2 separate regions of the Mus musculus genome follow, and region 1 is linked to region 2. A link is a contact called in public Hi-C data. All regions are on one chromosome and are shown on one strand. The core of a region is the stretch at or near the end of the contact, and the rest is flanking DNA. Distances in the headings are between cores, read along the strand shown.

The links. A called contact is a pair of places that touch in the nucleus more often than the background predicts.
Region 1: a Hi-C map of olfactory sensory neurons shows a contact between it and region 2, with 2.7 times the contacts expected there. The contact joins two enhancer-like sites. A contact is called at or near these places in 3 of 484 Hi-C or Micro-C datasets (embryonic stem cells, nephron progenitors and olfactory sensory neurons) and 2 of 9 other capture datasets (adipose tissue and embryonic stem cells).

What each region holds. Positions count from the first base shown.
Region 1 is chr6:23,379,626-23,384,686 of GRCm38.p6, reverse strand. Cadps2 (Ca2+-dependent activator protein for secretion 2) reads left to right here. Exons shown (of 30, transcript NM_153163.4): 16 at 1,683-1,806; 17 at 3,610-3,630. Among named protein-coding and RNA genes, the nearest start is that of Fezf1, 130 kb to the right of the region's middle. Within about 2 kb of position 1,831, at least 22 of the 459 cell types and tissues checked have an H3K27ac peak or open chromatin away from gene starts, as enhancers often do. A contact at or near this core is called in olfactory sensory neurons, where this site is marked.
Region 2 is chr6:23,302,926-23,308,016 of GRCm38.p6, reverse strand. All of the region lies in intron 25 of Cadps2 (Ca2+-dependent activator protein for secretion 2), which reads left to right. Among named protein-coding and RNA genes, the nearest start is that of Fezf1, 57 kb to the right of the region's middle. Within about 2 kb of position 3,561, at least 2 of the 459 cell types and tissues checked have an H3K27ac peak or open chromatin away from gene starts, as enhancers often do. A contact at or near this core is called in olfactory sensory neurons, where this site is marked.

The DNA of each region.
Region 1 (5,061 bases), core at 582-3,081, 78 kb before region 2:
TTATAGTCACTAATCACATCTTCTACCGAACTGAAACAGAAATGCTACGAGCCATTTCTTTATTTTTCAAAAAAATCTCTCTTGACTTACTAGCAACTTTCAAAAGCAAAATAAAATCTGTAAGTGAATTTTTAACACCTTTAATGCTTTGGAAGAACCTCAGCGGATGCCGAAATGCATAGACAGAAACCAGGATTTAGTTCCTAGAGAATATGAAATAATATCTAAATCCTAGCTTCACCTCTGGGGCATACATATATATTCTATACATTTCTTGCTACTCTTTCTACTATTTGAAGTCTCTCAGTGTGAGAAGCTTAAGTAAAATTCATAAGCCTATATATGCAACAGCAGCATCTTGATGGTAAATTTTGGCAAAGGTCTCATTAAATATAATAATTTATATTCTATGCTTATACAAACATGTATAAGCATATAACCTGGACTTTGCACAGGTTTTTTGTTTTTTGTTTTTGTTTTTGTTTTTGTTTTCAGGCTACAAAGTATCTACTTTCTATTTCTGAAGTACCAAATATATGTCACAATTGAAATTGATAATAAAAGACCTGATAAATGATAAAGGTAGCTGACTTCAAGAAAGAAAAGCTTGCCTAAATACATTTGAAAATGCTGTCAGGGGTTATTGATGCTTGCATACTGGAACCAATTCAAGAGTGCTCAAAGATTGGTAAAAAGAGATTAAAATACTAAAGTTTCCATGGGTATTTCCAGGTTCTTTAGTGCTTATTGCAATTTAAGAGATTAGTAGAATACGTACTACACTTTAAAAAATCACCTTTATTACACTTTTCTCATATGTATCATTGTTTGAATATAAACAAAGCATAACAATTACATTAAACACATGAGAAAATAGTCTGCCTAACAATGACTCACAATTTACAATAGGAGTTGTAATGAAAAGTATTAATGTATTGTTAGAACACGTTTAAAGTTACCTTTTGAATTTGTTTATATAACTATTGGCTCCTTGTTAACAAAAAAACATGGTAAGGAAAACTGTCCAAGAATACATTTTAGGGACCCAGCAGAGAAAAACCTTCATTTTAATCTGAAACTGAAGGAAATGTCCCCATGTCAAGAGCTTGATCTCACATAAAGCACTTGTTCCACGAAGGCGAAGACGCCCCTTCCTCTTTTCATACTGCAGCACCCTGTCCGCAGCAGGTCACAATTAATAATGTCTCATTTGTAATCTTTACACTGCTCCAGAATTATGCCCATCCGTGCTAGAATTGTTTCCTACGATTTTTCCACATATAACTCAGAAGACCTGGGGCTCTTACCTGAGGGCTATACAAGACAAACTTTGTTTATCACTTATGCCAAGGGCTGTAATCCTGATCTGAAACAGCTGCTCTAATGGTGTCGTGGATCCCTGGAGGAGAAGTGACTGTCACCCTGAATCCTGGGGACCTGGCCTATGGGAGGTTTTGATGTTCACAAATGAGGCTTAGACAGGAGGAACCAATGCTGAAGGATTAGGTCCCAGTTGTGAAGTGCAGACTCATTACTTCCCACAAGTTACAGAAGGCCCCTCCCCCTTCCCAGGAACACTCAGGGCTGGGGCAATTTGTGTAATTTGTTTTTAGAATGTATTTTATGCAATGTCTCTCCTCTCTCCTTTTCCCACCCACCCTGCTTCTCTCTCCTCTCTGTAGGTTTTAATGAAAGACATTGCCACTCCTATCCCTGCGGAGGAGGTGAAGAAAGTGGTCAGAAAATGTCTGGAGAAAGCTGCCTTGATCAATTACACTAGGCTCACAGAATATGCCAAAATAGAAGGTCAGTGCCCTGAGCAATTGCTGAAGTGGCTGTGAGAGCCGACAATGCCTATTAACTGAATTTTCTATGAGAAGTCCTTTCCTTCCCTGAACAATCCTGTGCCGAGGCAAAGGGAAATGTCTCATTAAAATCTCAGCTGGCGAACTGAAGCGCTTTTTCCTATTCATCGCTTTAATATGCCTCCTGGGACTCGGCTTGAATGAAAGACCCAGGATCCATGCTTAAGTTGTCCTTTGTTCTTATTTTGAGTTTTCGAGAAACCAAAAGGTGTTTTCATGGGTTGTATTTTTTTGACATTACTGTAAGTATGTCTAACATTTAAACTATGGGCTGTGGATGCTTTGCTGATTGGTGTCAGTGTAGCATTATGTAATTTTATTTTCTGATCTGCACTGTCACTCGGTGGTGGAAGAAACTTGTTGATTGTTATGTGGGCTGGAGTAAGCGGGGAGAACTTCCTGCCGCTGTTAATTGCTGGCTCTATATTGATGCATTTGAAAGATTAGACCTCTTGAGAGGACTGTGCACTTTCTCTCTTTCTTCGAGCTTTATTCATTAAGGACACTGATATTTTAAATGTTTAGAGATAAGTAGATGGGAAGGTACAGCTGAGTCACAAGATCAGCTTTGATATTTCAGGCTTTTGAACTGGTTGACTTCAAAGTATCGGGAAAGATTTTAAGTTATTTGTTCGAATTGTCATGAAGCTGACATACATCACACAGGGGTCATTACCAGAAAGAAAGGAAAAGTTTGTGTTTTGTTAAATATTTATATCTTAAAATAAGAGGGAAGCCATCCTGTAGACAAAGATCAGTCACTTTTAGTATTTTTAGATTGTGCTTAGTGGACAGTTAATTTATAATTAATTGGTATTACAATAATTTTATAAATATTCAGCCAGTGGAAAAGAGAAATGTTGTCTTCCCTTTTTTTATCTCCAAATCTGGACAAGCTCTCTAACAAGCATGTGATAACCAACCTCCTGAGTGATTAACAAAAAAGCCATCTCATCACCATAGCAACCAATATTATATCAAGAGAGTAACAACATGAAACCTCCTTAGTTACCAGCTTAACATCATTAATTATGATATCATGTTGTGTTAAAGCAAACGCAGTGAACACTCGGTCGTTTGAAGGAAGTGGAAGATGAACACTTTGGTTTTCATTTGTGAATACTCGGTCCACGTAGCTTTCGTGTTGGGGAGTGTTGAGGGTTCCAAATGTGATTGAAAGAGCTTATCCATGAACCGACATTAAAACAGTTCAAGTATCTCAGAGGAAAGTGTGTGGGGATCTTTAGGCATTATAATACCTTTTGTACGAATATATTTCCAGTTTAAAATGTGCAGACAGAACTTTGTCTTTCTGAGCTCCTCTGGCAATGCTTTGCTGCTCTGCGAGAACTCTGAGATGGATGGCAGGCTCCCATTCACAGGTTAGCTCAGTGCTTTATGGTTGTAGCGCCCACTGGGAAGGACACAGAGGATCTTCTTTGATCCATACATGGAGATGTTTGTCCTAAAACCAAGTGGAGAGAAAGTAGGGACCCTCCCGTGTTCTCCTTTCCTGGAGTCTAATGAGACAATATTCTAGAAAAGTAATCTGCCGAATTACTGCCACGCTGCCTTACCTCAAAAACAAAAAACATTGCTCATCCACTGAGTAAAAACTTGCATGCTTTTTCAATTTCTGCTTCTACCCTTCCTATTCTGATTTTCATTTGTAAAAAGAAGAAAAGAAAGATGGGCTAGTTTTCTTTGCTTGCTTGGCCTTAAATTCTCTTTTCTTATGTTTTAGGGCCCGCAGAAAAGGAAACAGGTAATATGTCTCTGCATGCACGCGCCATTATTTCAAATGTGGTGGTATATGATATTTTAGAAATATTTCTTTGAAGTTCAGCTGTCATTAAAAAAAGCATATATTTAATGTATATAAAAATTCGGCCATGGGACTATTCACAATTTATACTTTAAGCCTGTCCACCACTTCCAAAAGTTTCCTCCTACCCTCTTCCATATTAAACCAAGAGGGAAAAAACAAACAAGCAACTGTGTACTCTCATAGCACTTTTTAGTTGTACAGAACAGCACGGCTGTCTGGAGGCCCCTCTGTTGTATGGTATGTGTCTATGGTTGACTCATCCTATGATGAAGTTTTGCACCATGCTGTTGATACTTTTCCATTTCACCTACCTTGAGATGGCCCTTCTACTCTTTGTCTTTCCTAGTAGTTTAGATCACTCAGTGGCATCATGCAGTCCATGTCTTACTGTATCTGATTCATTTTGTTAGCACAGTGCCCTTCACATTCAAGTAGCTCACAATGGCTAAGGGTAGGGTTTCCTCCTTCTCTAAGGCTGAGTAGTATTTCATTGTCTGCACATATCAAATTTGCCCAATGCCTTTGTCTATCAGTGGATGTTGAATTGCTTCCATGGTTTGGTTATTGTGGATACTGCTGCAAGGAGGTTGGAAGTACAGATATCTGAAGACTTTTATTTCTATTCTTTTGGATAGATAGCAGACTCCATGGAAGATCTATATTCTTATTGTTTTCATGTTTCTCCATACTGCTTTGTACAGTGAGTGTAACAGTTTCCACACTACCCATACTACTTCCCTTCATGGCCTTGCCTACCACTTATTATATGAGATGGTGGGGATTCTGTGACCATGGTTGTTGGAGAGGAAGTGATATTTTATTAGACTGTACTTGCATCCCCATGAAGATTTGAGACACTGAATATTTTCATGTAAGAAAGAGACCCACTGGGCATTTGTTGGTCCTCATTTGATAGATGTCTAACTCTGTTTCTTTGCCAATTTTCATTGGGTTATTTGGGGCTTCTGATATTTATTAGTATGAGTGTGTTATATATTTCATATGTTAGCCCTCACTCAGATTATTTTCTCTCATCTGTAGGCTCCCTTTCATTGTGTTATCTTCTTTCCTTTGGGTTACATGTTTCGACATCTGTAAGTGGTGGCCTCCCCATCAGAGTGCCTATCTGTTTGTTTTCACCAGGATACTGAAAATACTTACATCTTTCCAGAACAATTGATAATGGTTTATAGGAAGAATAGGTGTTCTTTTTCTCAGAAAGATCCGGAGTAGTTTTTTATATCAATTCAAGGCAAGAAACTAGAGGCCATATTAATGTTATACATTCTGTCTTACTCATGGACACTAATCTTCTTTGGAAACGGTTACCAATACTTGAAGGGTTCTCACCCCGGAAGAGAAGCCTCT
Region 2 (5,091 bases), core at 2,312-4,811:
AGGGTACATACCAGTAGATCCCTGGCAGCCACTAAACCTGTAACCTTTCCACAGCACACCTACAGAAATCCCAAAGATCATGGGGGGAAAGAGTGTCAAGTCCACACTCTGGTGCTGTCCTTGAGTATGGGTGGACCAGCCAGCCCGAGGGCACGCTCACTGTGAATTTGTTCCACACAGGCATGTATGCCCCAAGACTGGTTTGGACAGGTAGCTAGAGGTGGCAAGGAGAGCATCTGCAAGTTGAAGCGATCAAGATGAATTCATTGTGTGTAGTGATGAGGATACTAAAGAAGACCTAGGGGGTGTTGGTCAGGACCAAGAATTAAGAAAGCCAATAATAAAGAAAATGAGTAACTGTCAGGACATGTCCCTGTTACTGAGGCACTCTTAGTCTGGGTGTGAATTAAAAGAACAGTGTGATAATGCTCAACTTCCTTCATCTTCAGATATGTTTGAGAAGGAGAAAAGAAGGGGATATTGGGAGGAAAATATTTAGTCATTGAGTATATAGTTTTATAAATTCGTAAAGTAATGTGTGGATATAGATGTTCTTTCTGAGAACATAGAGTACTTTATCCTAAACTCCTCTGAGAAATAAGGTGGGCAGAGAGTAAATACGACCTGACTGCCTGGATGATATAATGAGACTATCTTGTCAACCTAGCGTGGTAAGATAATTTTGATTAAATTTACTTCTTTGGATCAAGGCCATATATGCAGAAGGTACTTGATTGAATCGAAATGTGTGCTTAAAAGGAACGGTTTACATGGTTAAGGGCTAAGAGAGGCAGCCGTGAAGTAAAGCAGGTCACTTCACTGGGCAGAACAAAGGAAGAGAGAACACTGGGGAAAGACGGGCTAGGGAATTTGATCGCAGCTGGGCTAGGTGTGGTGTTTTGGATGCTTGCAGGACACGGTATTTTAAAAATAAGTACTGTCAAAAACTAGCCATCCTTCTCACAGATGTCTGTGATCCGGAAAGATGTTTTCAGAGTCAGAACAAAGCTACCAGGACCTGATTCACAGTTCCAGAGAGAGAAGAGAAAATGAACCATCATATTAGTGACATTCTATTTAAGGAAGAAAGCCAATTTTCTTTCAGGCTCTGATTATCTGGTTGCATGTGAAATTTTAATACTAGTTAGCCCTGATTGTAACAGCTAAACTTCTGCTAATTGACACCCTAATCTCACTTGCTTTTGTCTAGAATAGCATGCGTTGTTTTCAAGATCACTCTTCCTACGAATGGCTGTACTTTCTATGGTCATTTTAAAAATGTGCTGTGTACAGAATGCATCCCTCATTTGTTTACTTCACGGCTGGAAAAGCAGTAACCATGTGAAGAACCCAGCAACCTATAGACCTCATCACTTCTCAAGATTCATGGGTTTTATAACCTACTATGAATATATGAATCATGCAGCCCATTGCAATAAATCTTTTTTGTTTTTGTTGTTGTTTTGTTTTTCAAGACAGGGTTTCTCTGTATAGTCCTGGCTGTCCTGGAAACTCACTCTGTAGACCAGGCTGGCCTCGAACTCAGAAATCCACCTGCCTCTGCCTCCTGAGTGCTGGGATTAAAGGCGTGCGCCACCACGCCCGGCACAGTGAATCTTATATCTTCTTAAACTTCAACAGGATATTTAAACCATCGTGTCTTACAGCACTCCTCGTTCTGCTCCAACAGTCATTTCAGAGTGCTTTTGTCTTGCATTTCCTAGGGAGTATGTATCATGAGGCAAAGGCAGTAATTACCCAGACAGACTCTGAGTGCTAAGTGTTACTCAAACAAACCCAGTGCATGACATCCACAATAAAGAACAGGGAAACAAAGAAATTGCAGGGTTTCATTCCAACCCAACACCCACAGGAGAGCAGAAAGCACAAGGCAAAGCCATAAGTATTTATAGTCTCCCAGAGCTGTATGGAGAAAGTTCACAGGAAACAGTTAAAGATGCAGCAAGGAAGCTCCGTATTTAACAGGATCTCTTCGGATTCTTGCTGTTTTGTGCAATTAAGAGCCAAATGGAGAAATACGCTGTTACTAATCTTGATTTTAATAAAGTCTGGCTTGGAAGATAGCTGTTCCACCATGTGGGCTTCCACACCAATCCTACAAAGAAAACCTTCCTGTAGGAACTGTGGGTCTCACTTAGTTGGTCCCAGGGGTGCAATCTCTGTAAGCCCTTAGAGTCTCTCCTGTGTTTGTGCCTCCCTGGGGACCATTTGGGACAGAGAGGAACCCAAACAGAGGCTTTCTACTATTGTTGAAGTCAAGGCAAAGAGAACTAACTGTATGTGGCAGGGCTGCGGCCCACACATGGGATTTACTCTGCTATAGTCCAGCAATGCTGTACATCCAGAGACAAGACAGGCTACCAGGAGCCCCAGTAGAAAAGCTTCTTTCCTCAACTCCCACCCAAGAGGCGTCCTGAGGGTCAGTGACATTTCCACTGTCCAAACCTTGCACCAGAGAGTTATCTGCCTTTTTTATTTTGAACTATGAGTCCTTCAAGATGAGTCTTTCCCTCCTCCTGTCTTTATATACTGTGTGTCCCCTATATCAGCCACATCTGGTTCATGTCATGTTCACATTCGTGCCCTTTCCTTCCACAACTTTGTATACTCCTGAGAAGAAAAGCCTAGCTCTCGTTCATGATTGTCTTTTCTGTCTTAGGGATTTAATGATCATTCTAACAGAAATGCCATTCAGCAAACACTTCCTAGGTGCTTGGACACAGGTTGCAACGAATCGTCTCGAGTCTCTCAGCTCTGTGGCATGATGGTGAAGAACATGGGCTCATTGGCAGACCACTTATCTTCCAAGCTTTTCTCCCATGCTAGCCACCTAATGTGTTCAAAGCAGGCAGGATCCAAGAGGTCTAACAGCCTCAATTCCACTCTACCATTATGGACACCCACATACAGTTCATTGACTCACACCTATTTGTCTATGAGCCAAACTCATTATTATTCCTTGTCCTAAACAGTCCTACCTAACTCAACATATTTAGTTATTCAGAAAACCCATGACTAAAATTTAATTAATCACACCAGTCACAATAATTCTTCCTATTCATCAGGCATAATGGTGCACACCTTTAATCCCAGCACGTGGGGGGAAGAGGCAGGTAGATGTCTGTGAGTCTGAGGACCAGCCTGGTCTACAGAATGCGTTCCAGAGCATCCAGAGCTACATAGAAAGACCCTGTCTTGAAAAACAAACCAAAAATATTCTTTTTAATATTTTCTAATTTTAATCTTTTCATATTAGTGATCTTCACAGTTCTTAGTGCCATCCTTGTCAGGTCAGTGAGAAACTTCATCTTCCCCGTGAGGCAAGAGGAGCAAAATTACCCAGTATGCAGACAGCAGCAGGGGTACAACTAGACTCCTCATCGTCTACATCCATCGGTAGAAGGTTTGCCTCTACTTTGCCTTACCCTTAGCATTGTCCGCCTGTGTGAACAAAGTGACTACGCACACAGCAAGGACCAGGTGTTGTGCCTTTGATGCCTCTGGTTGTCGGTAACCATAGTAGTTGTCTCGCCTCGTGGCAAATGAGATCACCTGGCAAACACTTGCTCTCAAGATTTGAGCTGTAAGAGATGAGGCATTTTCCACAGAGGGCCATTAAGTCTGGAATTCCCTTCCCGTCGTCTGACAGAGCCCTGGAGGATTGGGCTTCTGGGGCTTCCGGGGCTCAGCAAACCACAATAGGTTAAGCTTGGCAGTCGGTCCTGTTTGATAAGAACTCTTAATGGGCAGGAAGAAAGTAGTAAGTAGACTCTGGGTCCTGAGTCATTTGCAAGTTTGTAGATTTCACTGTCGAACCCTCACGATAGCTCCCCAACTCGATACAGTTCTCTCTGAGAAGTGCACCTTTGCGCTGCAGTTCCCAAGATCGTGTTTCTGCATCCTTACATCATGTCACAAATGATGTGGTGAAGAAGCCTATAGGGAAGTTTTCGTTTCTTTTGCATAAACTATTTTGCAGTAATTGATCAGCCATAGAGAAAACATTTTCTCCTGTGCACTCAGCGTGAGTTCTGCGGTCACCAGAGACTAATAAGCCATGTCCCTGGAACTATTATCACTTTGTTGCAGAAGCTGCTATGTGAACAAAAACCAGCCTTCGTTAATTTCCCTTTTCGTATTTAAAAAACCTTGTCAATATTTTCCCTTTGGGAGTATGTAATTTGTCAATAGTGCATATTATTTTAGATATACAGAGGAAAGAAGCAGGGTGATATGTTCTTATTACTTTATCTTTTCCACCAATCTTCATGTCAGATAAGCTTCTAGTCAACAGAATAAGATTTTACAGTTTTATGTTGCTGAATACTCTTTTTATATTATAGAAATATAAAACTGGCCAGATAGGGAGCTTGCAGCCAAGCAGGATGTCCTCAGTTAAATTCCTGAGTGAGACCCATGTATTAAATGGAGCGAACAGACTCCCACAAGTTGTCTTCTGACCTCCATACACATATGTGACATATCCACACACATACCAACAATGAATATATGTATGTATAAGTGTATATGTTATACATATACATACATATAAATGTGTATGATTCATTTATTTATTTTATGTGTGTGTGATGGGAGGTGGGACAGGCTAGGGATGTAACTCAGATTGGTAGAATGCTTGCTTGCCTATCATGCACAAAGCCTGTTTTAGATCCTAAACATCAAATAACATGGGCATGGTGGTGCATGCCTATAATCCCAACATTCAAAAAGGGAAAAACAGGAGAATCAGATGTTAAGGGTCATTCTTGAAGACATAGGAAGTTCAAGGCCAGAATGGAACACCCTGTGACAAAAACAGAGAAGAGAGAGGGGGAAGGATAGAGAAGGAAGGGTTTTGAAGAGGAAGAAGGGGAGGAGGAAAAGAAGGAATGGAGAGGAAAAAGAAAAGTTTTAGAAATGTGAAATTTCTCTGGAGCAATTTGGATCCCAATCCTTCTCCTCCCGCTCTCCAACATCCGCACATAACTAGTAGAAGAGGTGATGTCTGCACTGGACTGACCTAGAGAGACAGGGAAATTTAATAAGTGTTTATTAAAGAATGCCAGATTT